Regions from separate parts of the Mus musculus genome. Here regions 1, 3, 4 and 5 are each linked to region 2. The links are chromatin contacts, called in public HiCAR-type and promoter capture Hi-C maps. All regions are on one chromosome and are shown on one strand. The core of a region is the stretch at or near the end of the contact, and the rest is flanking DNA. Distances in the headings are between cores, read along the strand shown.

Evidence for each region. Promoter capture Hi-C pulls out the DNA fragments that hold promoters and counts their contacts. HiCAR-type assays count read pairs that join an accessible place to other places.
Region 1: a contact with region 2 is called in a promoter capture Hi-C map of hippocampal neurons, with 32 times the contacts expected there. The contact joins the enhancer-like site here to the promoter of Alcam in region 2. A contact is called at or near these places in 8 of 39 promoter capture datasets (the 3T3-L1 cell line, 3T3-L1-derived adipocytes, cranial neural crest and 5 more), 24 of 484 Hi-C or Micro-C datasets (adipose-derived mesenchymal stem cells, cardiomyocytes, cerebellum and 14 more) and 12 of 115 datasets of contacts at active chromatin or transcription factors (SST interneurons, VIP interneurons, astrocytes and 9 more).
Region 3: a contact with region 2 is called in a HiCAR-type map of astrocytes, with 2.5 times the contacts expected there. The contact joins the promoter of Cd47 here to the promoter of Alcam in region 2. A contact is called at or near these places in 1 of 39 promoter capture datasets (pre-B cells), 1 of 115 datasets of contacts at active chromatin or transcription factors (astrocytes) and 1 of 9 other capture datasets (liver).
Region 4: a HiCAR-type map of astrocytes shows a contact between it and region 2, with 2.8 times the contacts expected there. The contact joins the promoter of Ift57 here to the promoter of Alcam in region 2. A contact is called at or near these places in 1 of 115 datasets of contacts at active chromatin or transcription factors (astrocytes) and 1 of 9 other capture datasets (adipose tissue).
Region 5: a contact with region 2 is called in a promoter capture Hi-C map of hippocampal neurons, with 10 times the contacts expected there. The contact joins the enhancer-like site here to the promoter of Alcam in region 2. A contact is called at or near these places in 3 of 39 promoter capture datasets (cranial neural crest, hippocampal neurons and second pharyngeal arch cranial neural crest) and 4 of 115 datasets of contacts at active chromatin or transcription factors (astrocytes, embryonic forebrain, embryonic limb bud and 1 more).

Annotation. Positions count from the first base shown.
Region 1 is chr16:54,982,757-54,985,456 of GRCm38.p6, forward strand. No RefSeq gene overlaps it. Among named protein-coding and RNA genes, the nearest start is that of Gm22977, 12 kb to the left of the region's middle. Within about 2 kb of position 1,320, at least 24 of the 459 cell types and tissues checked have an H3K27ac peak or open chromatin away from gene starts, as enhancers often do. A contact at or near this core is called in SST interneurons, VIP interneurons, cerebral cortex and 4 more, where this site is marked.
Region 2 is chr16:52,451,789-52,454,488 of GRCm38.p6, forward strand. It overlaps Alcam (activated leukocyte cell adhesion molecule), which reads right to left and starts at 1,293. Exons shown (of 16, transcript NM_009655.3): 1 at 605-1,293. The coding sequence starts at 677.
Region 3 is chr16:49,854,287-49,856,986 of GRCm38.p6, forward strand. Cd47 (CD47 antigen (Rh-related antigen, integrin-associated signal transducer)) reads left to right here and starts at 1,375. Exons shown (of 9, transcript NM_001368415.1): 1 at 1,375-1,546. The coding sequence starts at 1,501. It also overlaps Gm4633.
Region 4 is chr16:49,697,848-49,700,575 of GRCm38.p6, forward strand. It overlaps Ift57 (intraflagellar transport 57), which reads left to right and starts at 1,447. Exons shown (of 11, transcript NM_028680.3): 1 at 1,447-1,702. The coding sequence starts at 1,491.
Region 5 is chr16:54,942,815-54,945,514 of GRCm38.p6, forward strand. No RefSeq gene overlaps it. Among named protein-coding and RNA genes, the nearest start is that of Gm22977, 28 kb to the right of the region's middle. Within about 2 kb of position 1,432, at least 6 of the 459 cell types and tissues checked have an H3K27ac peak or open chromatin away from gene starts, as enhancers often do. A contact at or near this core is called in hippocampal neurons, where this site is marked.

The sequences.
Region 1 (2,700 bases), core at 70-2,569, 2.5 Mb after region 2:
GTCATGGCCACGTGGAGAGAGGGGAGAAGGGAATGGGGAGAAAGGGGGAGCAAGGGAGCAAGGAGCAAGATTATGAGAGTAGGAGAGGCAAAAAAGCGAGAGAGAGAGAGAGAGAGAGAGAGAGAGAGAGAGGGGGGGGCAAACAGCCCCCCTTTTTATATTGGGCCTGGCATACATGGCTATTGCCAGGTAACTGTGGGGAGGTAACTGTGGGGGTGGAGTCCTGACAGAATACTAACACACATTATTTATACCTGCTTTGGAAAATTCAGGTGAAACAAGTTTTATGTCTGCAAAGACCTAAGGTGTGGACTTCAGGGAAAGGAAAGCGTCAGCGTCCACACCACATCAGACATCTAGACAAAAGGGCTGTGGAGCAGCATACGCGAAGTGGAATATGGAGGAGGGGTTGGGTCTCTGCTCATACTAACAACGTAGGTTAAGGGTGAGACACACCCTCCGCTCATTTCAGGCATATTCCTAATAATTTTCTCCTTGTTTCTCTTCCTCTAGAAATAAAATTGACAGGACTTTTAAAATGTCTAACAAAGTACGTCTTAACAAAATGGGCAAGTTACTCCTCTTATTGACACTAAAAACTGTCTAAAGAATATGACTACAAACTCAAGATCAGAGCTGGGAGTAGCAGCCCACTGTACGCCAGCCCTGAAGAGGTTGTAAAAAGACTGACGTGAGTTCGAGGCTAGCATGTACTACATAATGCGTTCTAGGATGCTCTGTGCTATAGTTAGACTCTGTCTGGGGGAAAAGATCAAATAAATAGGAACCTAAGGAGTTTCTGAGAATACTAACTACAGGTTTGAGATCAATTCTTGACATGTCATTATATATACATAGCTTTGCAATTTAATGCGTTTTGTTTTGATGGGTAAAAATAAGATTCATATCACGACGGAAAACACTGCACAGCCCCTGAAAACCCAATATGCCGATCTACATTTATGGGAAAACCCGCCTGAAAAATGTGTCCATCTCTTGACACCTCTCTACAGCTGAGGCCCCATCTCAGGAGGAGCATACTTGAGCCAAGCTTGGTCAAACCTCACAGCATCTGATCAAGTGTATTGCCCTTGGTGCCTGGTAACCGGATACTGCAGCCAAGACAACCAACTCCGTTTTTCAATTGCAGTCCTCCTGTGAGCACCGCATGACATTCTCAACCAGCTGGTTGTCCTCTCATTTGAATAAAAGTAAAAATAGCAAACAAAGAGGGGAAGGAAAAGTGACAAGCTGAAACCTGTAAAGAGGGTGGGGGGAAAGAAGGACAGACAAGGTACAGAAAATTTGCTACAGAATGAGAAGGGGGTGGGGACCGATGTGCCCATACTGCCATCTAGTGGCCATGCCACGTGAGCCCCGCCAAAACGCTCCGAGAGCGATTTTTTTTTTTTTTTTGACTTAATAGAGAAAAGGAAATTTTGTCAAGTGGAAAGAAGACTGTTTTGAGCACCAATAAGTCCTGTCATTTGCCACCAGACTGTGTGAGGAACGGTGAAAAAACCTCATCTTGCCTGCTTGAGGCTTTGGTAGACGAGACCCTCTTTTCAATTTTTTACTTCCCAACACCACAGGGTTTTCGTATTTGTGTCATAATAATAATAAAGTTAGGGTTCTTCAGTTAGGGTTAAGTTCCAGATAAACAACTAATGATTACTTCACTGTAAGCAAGCCACATGTCTTGCAGAGAGTATACCAATATAAACAAAAAATAATTGTTGATTTGAGGTTTTGGTTTGAGGTCAAATACCTAATCAAAAATTAATTATGATGTTTCTGTTAGGACTAAAAGAAGCGGTGAGAAAAATATTAATGTTATCATTTTTGTTACTGTGACAATACTTCAGATATTGAATGATTATTTAAAAAGTAATATCTTAAGTGTGAGATTAAATTCTTAATTGATCTTTTCTACTGAATTCACATTTGTTCTGGAACACATATCTCTGAACTAAAAGTTGGTGGTAGGTAGATGAGATTTGAAAATCTCAGACATTCAAATATGCTCCCAACTAATAGCATGCATTGATTAGAAACCCATATAAATGTATTCCATTATCTGACTGTTACTAGCTCTGAGCTTATCTGTAGGTGAACACAGTAGTACAAAATGTACTTACCAAGGAAGCCTGCCCCATAAGGACAGCCTGACTTTCCATGGAAACCACTGTCTAAAAAGACCTAAGTGTCTAACGACTTCATTCTTTACTGTTAACACTTTGACTACATCACCAAGTCTTGTATTCAAGTGATTGGCTTTTTATAAAGTCGTTCTAATTTCACTTCATTTTATTTTGGTGAAGGTAAGGTTTAAGTGTCTCACTGAACAAGGTTAAAGCATTCAGCTGCATGGAGATTGGGTGGGTAGAACGATCTATATTGAAGACAGCCTATTCATCTGATGGATGGAGCAAAATCTTCCAGAAGTGTGTGTGTGTGTGTGTGTGTGTGTGTGTGTGTGTGTGTGTGTGTGTACACTTTGGATTTTTTCGCCTTGTGTCAGTCATCAATAAAAATTAAAGGGTTTCTTAATATGTGAGACAACAATGTCATTTAGTGCTAAAAATCACAATGGTAGGTCAAGGAGCACTTACCTGTAAGTTAGTAACTGACTGTATTCACTATCCTTTATCTGTCACCAAATAGAGCGGTTTTCCAGTTCCATTATTCCCTATAGGATCA
Region 2 (2,700 bases), core at 43-2,542:
GCTAACCCAGTCCACGCTGCGTGACTCGGCTGCCATCAACCCTACACTAGCTACCCACTAGACAATGCAGCTTCTATTTCAGTATTATTATTATTAAAAAAAAAAAGATAGTCAAAACCCTCCTTATCCCCTGCCATTCCTCCCAGGTCTTCACATTATGACCAAGAGGAAGTTACTTAGGGGATTTATCGTGACAAAGTGCCAGCAGTTATTTCACCTCAAAGCCCAGCGAAAGGAAACTGCTCTGAGTGCAGTGAATTGTACTTTGATACCAAGAGACTGGAGGGACGGTGCGGGGGAGAGAGTTCAGCAGATCTTGCCGGGGGGGGGGGGGTCCTGCACCCTCAAGCTAAGCCTCACCCAAAGTTCCTGGAGATGTGCTTAGTTTTCAATCTCGCTGCCCAAACCTGAGCAGACCAGTCAAGCCTAAAACGTGTGACACAGGTGACTGTTCCCAGGGACAGATCTGTGTCCCCCGCGCGCCTTTATGGCTCCCATACTTTGCTAAGCACACGCTAGAGCGCACAGCCCCAGGCCTCCCGGGGAACCGCCCCCGGTCCGCAACAACCACTACAGTGGGGCTGTTCAGAGGCCAAAAGCTTACCTGGTCTGAGGACCGCGGCGGAGATCAAGAGGCAGAAAACCAGACGGCAAGAAGGGGACACCTTAGATGCCATATTCCTCCTCCTAGAAGGCCACCGACAAAGTCCACGCCGCAGGAGGGGGCGTCGTCCCCGGGCCCACGGGGCCCGCTCGCTTGTGGGTCTCGCCTTAGGGGGACAGCGACTTTTTTCCAAGACACACGGTCCCCCGGGGACTGTGGCGCTGCGCCGTCGGGTCTGTGCCACACGCAACTTTCCTCCACGCGGAACCCGCAACTCCTCCCTCCCCCCCTCCACACCCTTCCTCAGTGTCTCTGGCAGCTACTCCCAGGACGGGCGACCCTCTTATTCCAGGAGACGCTTCAGTAGTCAGTCAAGGTAGACGCGGTTTCTTTTTGGATGCTGTCTTCTAGTAGTTTCTCTTCTTGCAAAGGAGAGGATAAGAAGAGTGATGAGAGTTGCACCGTGCACGGATCACCGGGAGCAGAGAAGGGTCGGCGGGGCAGCGCCGCGGGGTCCCGACGGTGGGTCTCCTCAGGTGGCAGCCGAGGCAGAGGCTGTAGCGGCGGCAGCTGGAGCAGTGGCGGCGGCCGCGGGCTCCGGCTGCTCTGAGTGGAGGACGGGAAGGCGTGTGTAAGCTGCCTGTCTCCTCCTCCCGCTCCTCCCGCTCCTCCTGCTCCTCCCGCTCCTCTCTCCCGCCCAGCTTCCTCGGCGGCAGCGCGGAGCAGGTGGTTGGAGCGCCGATCCGCAGCCTAGAGGCGCTGCAGGACCAAGTCGGAGACTGAGCAGAGCTGGCGGCCCCTGGTGGGAGAAGAGCCTGATGCCCCAGCCCCCGCGCTCTGGTGGGCGGGGCTGACATCGACTCCGCCTCCCACAGGACACGCTGGCCAATGAAGAGCGGGATCGAGAGTAGGGGGCGTGACGGGCTGGATTCGCCAGTGTCTGGCTCTTACCAGGGGATTCTCAGCGCCCCAAAGACATAGGATCTGAGATCTTTTGCTGTCCTCCCAGCCTGGCCACATAGCTGTCTTCTTGCACTCCGAAGCCCAGTCCACTGGCTCACTCCTTAGGGATTTTTCTTCTCGACGAGGGTACCGCCTTCACCTTCTGTAGAGTTGTTGGGGCGAAGAGCTCACCTTGGGTCCTCTTGGACTAGGACTGAGGAGGTGGAAAAGATGGAGATTCTCCACCCGGAGGCTCACGGAAACAGCTACTGGTGGTTGAGAGTAATTTCCCCCACTTTGAAGAGAAGGTTACTCCTTCTCGAATTCGCCGTTCTTCTGTTCCCCTAGTCCTGGCTGGCGTACACTTTATCAAAGCAAATCATTTAATCAACTATCCAGTACCGAAAAGCAGAAGAGATTTTTGTGCTCCCCCTTCGCCCCCATCTCCTTCCCGGTGAGAATTAGGACTCTAGACCATAACACACGTCGCCACACTGATTTTCAAAACGTTCTTTAAAGAAAAAAAAAGTCACGTTTACTTTTAATTAGGTGACGATTTGAAGTTACAAAACAAAATCCAGAGTTACTCAGATTAAAAACCTACGCCTCCTGGTCCTTTCCAGAAAGCCAGGCATCCAGCAGATGGACGGGGCTTCTCAGGCAATTTCAAAAGCTTGAACCACCTCCTAGGCGTAGCATCGGGAAGCCGTGTCGCTTTCAGTTCATGCAGAAAGCATAAAGGAATATTTTCCTCTAAAACACCAGGGTGGAGCTGTTGGGACCGTAAGTGGCTCTAACTCAAGATTGCAGGATCACAACTCTTAATGCCCTCAGCATAATAAAATCCTGGTCCCTGAACCACCTCGCAAGGGCATGAAATAGTCTTTGGTGCATCACAGGGTCACCCCCTGTGTGAAGCCAGTCTCCAGCAGGGAATGCTAACTAGCCTCACGGGACTTTGTCTTCAAAAGATTGGGAACCACCAGCTACTTGCAAGTGGATATGGGGGGTGTCTAAGTGTGCAGGCAGAAGCTTCGTACAGACACACACACACACACACACACACACACACACACACGAATGCGCAAGCGCACAGACAAACACAGACACGGATCTTTGAATCCCTTTCCTTTCGTGCTTGAAATTATTAAACT
Region 3 (2,700 bases), core at 125-2,624, 2.6 Mb before region 2:
AAGGAGAGTGACAGGAGGGTCATTGAACCCTTACTTGAGATTCTAGCTACTTCCTCTTGCACCTCTCAGACACCCCTAAGTAGGTGCTAGAGTATGCCGACTATAGAAGGGTATCAAAAGAACGGGGAATTCATGCTGCGGTGAAATTTTTAGGTGTGGTTGCTTTCAGATCTTCTGCGCTGCTGGGTGGGAAGTAACTTATAGCAAGCTCAAGAAACCTTTTGGTCCAAGACTGACTTCGGTGGAATCCTACTTTAGTTTGTTGTTGGTACCCTATCTGGGAGGGAGTGGTTATTTCCTTAGGAAAATAATCATGAAATAAGGACACTGTCACAGCATCATAGACAGTGGCAAGTTTTATCCTGAATTGGATTGCTGCTACACTGGCTATTGAGAAGGAAATGGGGTAGAAGACTTTAAGAAGTGCAATAAATAGTGTGATAGTCTTTTAGCTCAGCTCAGAGAATATCACCCAGAATGGGCACCCATTATTACAGAGATCAAGTCCTTTTAGTCAAAGGACCTTTGCCTCAGGGTGAAGAGAGTGGCTTAGAGCTACACTTTTAAACCTATTCAAGAACTGAACTCAAACAGGTCAGAGGTCTACACAAGGATGCAGACATAAGCCAGTTTCCCAATATTGCCGATAGCGTCAAGGATCTGTTTACTCACACGGGGCCTGTCTGCCACAATCCTTGTGTCTGTCACCCTTTCTCCTTCGTGGTTTTAAACTGCTCATTATGCATGGAACTTGATTGCCCAACCCTGCTTGGGGGATGAAAACATTAGCCAACAAAGAAAGAAAAACAGATAAGGAGGTCCACTTCTGGAACAAGTCAGACCGGGGAGAGATCAGGGCCAGGGGGAGCCAGAGGGAAGGAGTTCCTCGGGGGCCAGGACCTGGTCACAGCGCCCTCTCTCCGCCCAGCCCTGCGGCTCCAGGGCTGCGCGCCTTGGGAGGGAAGATGGTGAAAGCAGAAGCAGCGCCTACACCGGGAGAGCAGGGAGGAGGAGTTGGACTGAGGTTGGGCGGCTCCGAGGTCCAGGGCGAGCTTGGCCAGAGGGAGTAGAGAGCAGCGGGGCTGCGCAGGGACGCGTGCCGTGAGTTCCGGTGAGCGTGTGTGTCCCATGCTCCCGTCTTTCAGGCCGGCCCAGGACACGAAGCCGGAAGAGAGCTGGCTGGAGGGACGGGGGCCGTGAGCAGAGAGTGCAACCCGCGCAGCCCCGGGGACAGGCTGATTCTTGGCGCTCTCCGCCGGAGCCTGCCCAGGGCTGGGTGTGAGGCTGGCGTCACGTCAACGAGCAGAGGCGGCCAGGCGGGGCGGAGTGCGCGTGCGCGGGGCGGCGAGCACGCGCGCGCGCGCACCCCCGGGCAGCCTGGGCGGCCGCTCCTGCCTGTCACTGCTGCGGCGCTGCTGGTCGGTCGTTTCCCTTGAAGGCAGCAGCGGAGGCGGCGGCTGCTCCAGACACCTGCGGCGGCGACCCCCCGGCGGCGCGGAGATGTGGCCCTTGGCGGCGGCGCTGTTGCTGGGCTCCTGCTGCTGCGGTGAGTGGCTCGGGGATCCCGGCTCTCAGGCTGGTGCGCAGCACCCAGGCGCCCCCGCAGGAGTGTGGGCTGCACCCCCGCCGGCCAGGCGGCGCCCGGAGGAGAGCAGAGAGAAGAGGAGAGGGGTGGCGGGATGCGCGGGCCCTGCGCACCCGGAGCGCCACTGTGGGAGGGCCCGGCGGGGCATCGGCGCCCCTGCCTCCTCCCTCTGCTCTCCTTCCCTAGTCCCTTTCCCCCCCGGGGAGAGCGGGCTGAAGCTCCTCACTCTCCAGTGCGCACACGTAGGAAGAACTGGGAACAACCGCAACTGTGCAAAACCCCAACTGCAAAGAAAGCGAGGGGGCAGCTGCCGCCCCCCCCATCCCCTCCTCTTGCACCCCTCTCCTTTCTCAGAGCTTTCACGCAGCATTTGGGGTTGAAGGACTAGAGTGGGAGGCCCGGGCCTCTTGTGATGAAGTGCGCATTTTGGTGAAGTCGACCAGAAAGGCTTTTTGCCCTACCGCGTAAGCACTGGAGCAGAGAGAACACGGTGGACCCAAGTTTTATTTCCCACCCAGCTTTTATCGAAGCTTTTTTTTTCTTTCCCTCCCTCTGACCGCGTATTTTTGTGGTTGTTGTTTTGAATCCTCAAAACAAGCTTCCTGGAAACACTTCTCGTGACACCCCCGCTACCCCCCTCCCTTGCCAGCACTTTAATATATTCCTTATTGTAGATTAAAGTTTTTTTTTTCCCTCTTCCTTGGAGCAAACGTATTTTAAGATTTGCCCAGATATTGCCAGTGGTCTAAAGACAGTAATTGCCAGGGATGCACCTCCTCTTTTGTAAAGTATTTTGCTGTTTATGAACGCGTACCTCCTTTGTAAAAAGCCGAGGGAAGAATAGGAATTTTTGTGACCATATACCGCCCGGCAAGCTTCATATCTGCAGATTCCTCTGCGAACTTTTGGTAAGAATCGGAACAGACTTGCAGCAGGATAACAGCAAATGTTAAATTTGTCTTAGGATGGATGCTAAATTAATTGAACCTTAAACTGATGGTTAACCTCACAATGCCTTATAAAGGCCAGTGTTTGGGATCTATTTCCAAGATGCCCTTAATACCCTGCCCACCACTTCCCTCTCCCAATCATCCTGGGTGTTGTAGCTGATAATA
Region 4 (2,728 bases), core at 197-2,696, 2.8 Mb before region 2:
GTGGGGGAGTGGGCGGGGGACTTTTAGGATAGCATTGGAAATGTAAATGAAATAAATACCTAATTAAAACAAAAGAAATTTAAAAAAAGTTTACAGAAAAGCTGTCTGTCTCAAAGTAGTAGTTGAGGACTGATATAGAAGGTTGTCCTCTGACCTCCACCTGTGAGGCGTGCAATTACCCAGTTATCCTTGGATTTCTCATCTCCATTTTATTTTCTACATAAATCAGTAGTTTTATGTGTGTCTTTTATTTGATGAATAGCAATGTTTTTCATTTGGATACCTTTATTAGCATTAGAAACAAGGCTGATTAGAAAGAAAAACTCTTCCTTTTATCACAAGGATTTTTACAAATATGATTCAGATTTTAATTATGTCAAAAATATGATCCTGCTACATTATTTAGGGTGTGATATAAGCTGTTGATGACCCCTTAACAGGCACAGGGTTAATCAGACAAATGTTACACCTCTTGCTTCTGAGTTATCTTAAGAAGTAGCTAGGCAACTTCTCTTCGCTTCACTTCTTATCTTTAACTACAAGAAAGATTGCCTGATGCAGTACTTTATTGTAAGGATAAGTCACATCCCTGGTCAGTTATGTCTCCATGTGTTTTCTAGGTCAATACGTGCTGACATAATAGCAGAAATGTTCTTATCTAAATGTAAGTGCTACAATGCAGCACTTCCTTTCCAGATACTATATTTTGTGGGATTTCATTAGTACTCAAGAATTTAAATCTGCATGGGCTCGGAACAGATTGAGGCCAATGTGTGTGTGGTATAAATCTTTTCCCAAGCTGCCCTCTTCCAAGCAACCGCTTTCCTAATGGAGTGAGATAAGATCATTGTAAGACTTTAAGTCTTATTTAGAATATACTCGTAAGTCTAGCACTATCTAATAAGCAATTAAGTTAAGAAATAGACTAGCAGTCTTGCGGGTGGAATTTCTGAGGTAATGTGAACCTAAGGACAGCGAGTTTCACCACAACTTCCCACTTTGAGAAAATAAAACAAGAATCACTGAGCAAGCATAACCTCCAACACTCTGTTCTGCTTCGTTTCAGTCCTTTGAATTGCTACCTCGATGACCAGATGTCTGTTCATTCAGCAGCCCTGAGCAGAATACCAGATCCTGTGCTCCTCTTGGCTGTACTCAGCATGCAGCGCTAAATAGCTGGGGACCCTACGCCTTTAAGGCGCGCGGGAGAGGCGGAAGAGGTGGGGGACGATGCGCCACGCCCATAGGGCGGAGCTACCCCCTAGGCCAGGGACCAGCATGGCGTGACGTCACGTAAGAATCCAGCTTTGATTGGTGAAAATTTAGAGAGGCCGGCTGGGAGCGAAGGAGGCGGGTCTGGTTGCCGTGGTGACCGGCTGCCCTGCGGTTGCCTGGTAACGGTGGGGACTGTGCGGTCTGTGGGGTGCGGGCGGCGAAGGCTGCAGAGATCCTGGCCGGAGCCCAGCCGGGCGCTGGGGGTCTGAGCAGGGATGGCCGCCGCGGCCGCGGTGATCCCGCCGTCGGGCTTGGACGATGGGGTGTCTCGGGCTCGCGGGGAAGGCGCAGGGGAGGCTGTGGTGGAGCGCGGGCCAGGAGCGGCCTACCACATGTTCGTGGTGATGGAAGACTTAGTGGAGAAGCTGAAGCTGCTCCGCTACGAGGAGGAGCTACTCCGAAAGAGCAATCTGAAGCCCCCGTCCAGGTGCGTGCCTTGCCCCCAGCGCCGGGTGCTGGCTGGACCCCAGGGGGACGCTCCCCCTTAGGTGAGGCGAAGACCCCGCGCGGGGGTCCTTACATCCCTTCCTCTGGCTTCTGTGCTCAGGAAGGAAACTTCCGCACTGTGGAAGGTGTAGTTTTTCAGACTTGATCATTTTGTGGAGAAAGTAAACAAGTTTTGTAATGGCAGGGAGGACTGGGGAAGACAGTCTGCCCATTTTTCAAAACAGTCACGCACCGTCTACCAAACACAAATCTTGTTTTAAATATAATAAAATACCCAAAGTAGAAAGGGTAGAAAAACCTATCTCTAGCGATGAGCGCCCTTATCATTTAGATCTCTTTCTAGTTTATGTTTTCCTTTGCTAGACTTTGTAAACTAACAACTGTGAATACTTAGGACATTTCTGAGCAGCACTTGTTATGTAGTAAGTAAACTTGTGGGCTAATTACTATGGTTCAAACGACTTAGTGCTTTTGCAACAATACTCTTAGAAAATGGGAAGTGGAGAAGGCAAATGAAATAAGTGTTTGGAATGGCCCTCAATATAGGACCTAAAGTTCCCGCTTGCGGTAGTGGGGAAAGTTTGGAATATCCCCAAGGCAGAGCCTATAGTTGTCAAGAGTGATAGACAAAAGTCCCTCCTGTAATCATGGTAGCTTAGTGATAACTGTGTTCTATTGCTTTTTTTTCCCTCTAAATCCCGTGTTTGTTTTATTCTGTAAGAAGAAATTAAAGAGTTATTTATCGTACTTTCTTTTCCATCAATGGGACACATATCATTTCTCTTGGCAGTTTTAAGCTCTTACCCTCTTCCAGACAGGTCTGGAAGAATTCTTGTATAAAATCTGCCCACAATGCCAAGTTAGTCTGTAAAAGGAGAAAAATTAGAGAAGAAAGATCATCTTGATCCTGATCCATAATAGAAGTTTCTAGATTGGGATTATTATTTAAAATAAATTGGTCATAGTAATATAGATGGCCAACATTTTTGGTGGGGATAAAAGTGTT
Region 5 (2,700 bases), core at 182-2,681, 2.5 Mb after region 2:
AGTGAGAATAATGAAGGAAGAGTAAAACCCAGGGTGTGATAAGTCCATGAGGGTAAGTGAGAGGGGGTGTTGAGACCAGCAAGAAACAAGAAAACTAAAATACTTCCCCCATATATTCTTCTAAGCACCCCCTGGGTAGGCTTTTTTGGGATTCAGAAATTAGTTTTGGAAAATCCCTGGGGAGAAACAGCAAGTTCTCCACGTTTCAGGAACTTTGAACCTCTCTTCTGGTTTCTCTGAAAGGAGATCTGTCTCGGTGACTGCCAACTCCTAAGGCCTACCTTTCCATAGGCTTCAAACCTTGAGCTGCCTAATGGGCCAGAACACCTGTTCAGATCCCAAATATCATGTTTTAGTGACCTTTGACTTCCTCTCTTTTTAAAAAAAGTTTATGGAAATAATTAATTAAAAAAAAATCCTTAAGTTGTTCTAGATAGGTGACACATCCCAATTAGCAATTTAAATCCTGAACTTCAATCTGATACACTAAACTTCTTATTCTTTCTTTGTGCTTCTTTTTCTTTTATTGAAAATACATTCTTTTCTCACATCATATATCTTGATTACAGTTTCTCCTCCTCTTGTTCCTTCCAGTTTTCTTCCCACCTCCAATCTGGATCCACCTCCTCTCTTTCTGTCTCTCATTCAAAAAGAACAGACCCCCTAAGAAATAGTATTAAAATATAACAAAACAAAACATAATACGATAACACACTGACATTTGACAGGACAAAACCAACAGTAGGAAAACTCACAAGACTCAAGAATCAGAGGCCCATTTGTTCTCACACTTGGGAGTCCAACACTAAACTGGAAACCGTAATATATATACACAGAAGACTCGATGCAGAATTGTGCAGACCCTGTCCTTATGGCTTCAGTCTCTGTGTGTTCATATAAGCTTTGTTGACGTTGCTTTTCATTTACAAAATTCTATAACTTATTCAGTACAACCAAGAGTATGCCTTTATCTCAACAGTAAAACAAAAATAGAAGGTACCTCACAAAATCTCCCATGCTAGAATGACTGATCTTTTTCTTTTCTTTTTCCTTTTAAATAGGGAGAACAGAAAACTCATGTGATCCAAGTTTTTCTAAGGAAACTGCGAATGTCTGCCTACAACCTCTGCGCTCTTGCAAGTTGAAGTTCAGGATAATCTGAATTCAGCAGCTCTTCCTTCAGAACGGTCTTGCTGGTGATGAATTGCACAGGCAGCAGCGTACCTTCTGTGCCTTTTCATTCAGAAGGAGCAAAAGCTCTTTTATTCATCCGGAGCTGAGTCTGTGATTATGGACCAGTTAATTAAGGTGTCTGATGTGGAAGGAATGATGCCATCTTCACTTCTAGCTCCTTTGTCTTCCATATGGAAAGGGTCGCCACTTACAAATGCTGCAATTGCTGTTGTATAAAAGCTTGTTCCGAGAATTTGCTCTAAGCTCATTTCTACACCTACCACTAAGCTCCCTTGGCAACAGGGGAATATTTTAAAAGCCAGCTAAACTGAGTTATGAAATTGAATTTCCACACACTCTTATTAATAAAAGGCAGTTTTCCTTCAGCATTTTCTGAGACCCTTTTCAGCTTTTAATATTTTGATCAAATACCACTGTTAGTTATTAAAGCAAATATGGCACGGTTAGAAGACACTAGCGATTATTTATTCCCAGAACTGTCTAAGGTAAAGATTAAGTCATCCAAAGGTCTTTAGGTGCAGTGTGGAGTTGGTTCATTTTATCATTTTGATAGGTGGCTGATTCCTCTCTCACTAAATGATAACACTCCACCCTTTATTTTGATCAATTAAATGTTATACTTGGTCAAAACTTAGAACTTACTGAAATGAGCACCATCTAGTTTATAACACTTTATAACAAAAGTTCAGCCATAATCTTTGAATCTTTTATAAAGAGACAAAAAGAAAAGAAATACAATACCATGCTTCTATTGATCTAGGAGAAACTTGTTCATGCCAGATATAAATAGACACATATACTTCATCTACAAAAATAAGTGGCAATTACATTAATATTGACAAAAATAAATTGCTTTTCAAGCAGAGAAGCACAGGATGTAAAATGGCACCTATGATGTATAGCACACGAACTCAAAACTTTAGACCTAGTACATAGGATATGTCTGCTGAATTATAAAATGCCTTTACTACCTGGAGATCAAATGCCAGTAAGTATTTAAGATCATCAATATCCCCATCGTTAATATGTGCTTTTGAGAGCATTAACTAGTGAGTGTAGTATTTCATTTATGACCACTCTGAATCTGATTGCTTTATATCATTCTTAGGCTCTAAGAGAGGAGGAGGAGGAAGCTTGGGGAGGTAGCTTAGTGTGAATAGGAAATGCAATGTTTCTGATACTATTTGTCCTCTCTGTGACCTTGAGGAACTCTCATGAAGTCTTAAGGTCTAACACAGACCTTAGCAATAATGAATCCAGAATCGCATCCCTCCAGAGTCATGTGCACTCATCTAAGACCAGGTCTAGAAATTTATTCACACCATTTCTGATCTCGCTCTCTCTTTTTTTTTCAAATGCAAAGGTCAATTCTCAATTACTTTTTAAATCAAATTGACAGTTTCTGATCCAAACCTTTTAACACGTACTAGACACTGGTACCATTTCTCTCTTTCTAAAGCCAGGTTCATTAAGATCACAGACAGTCACAGTCATTGCCATTTTCAT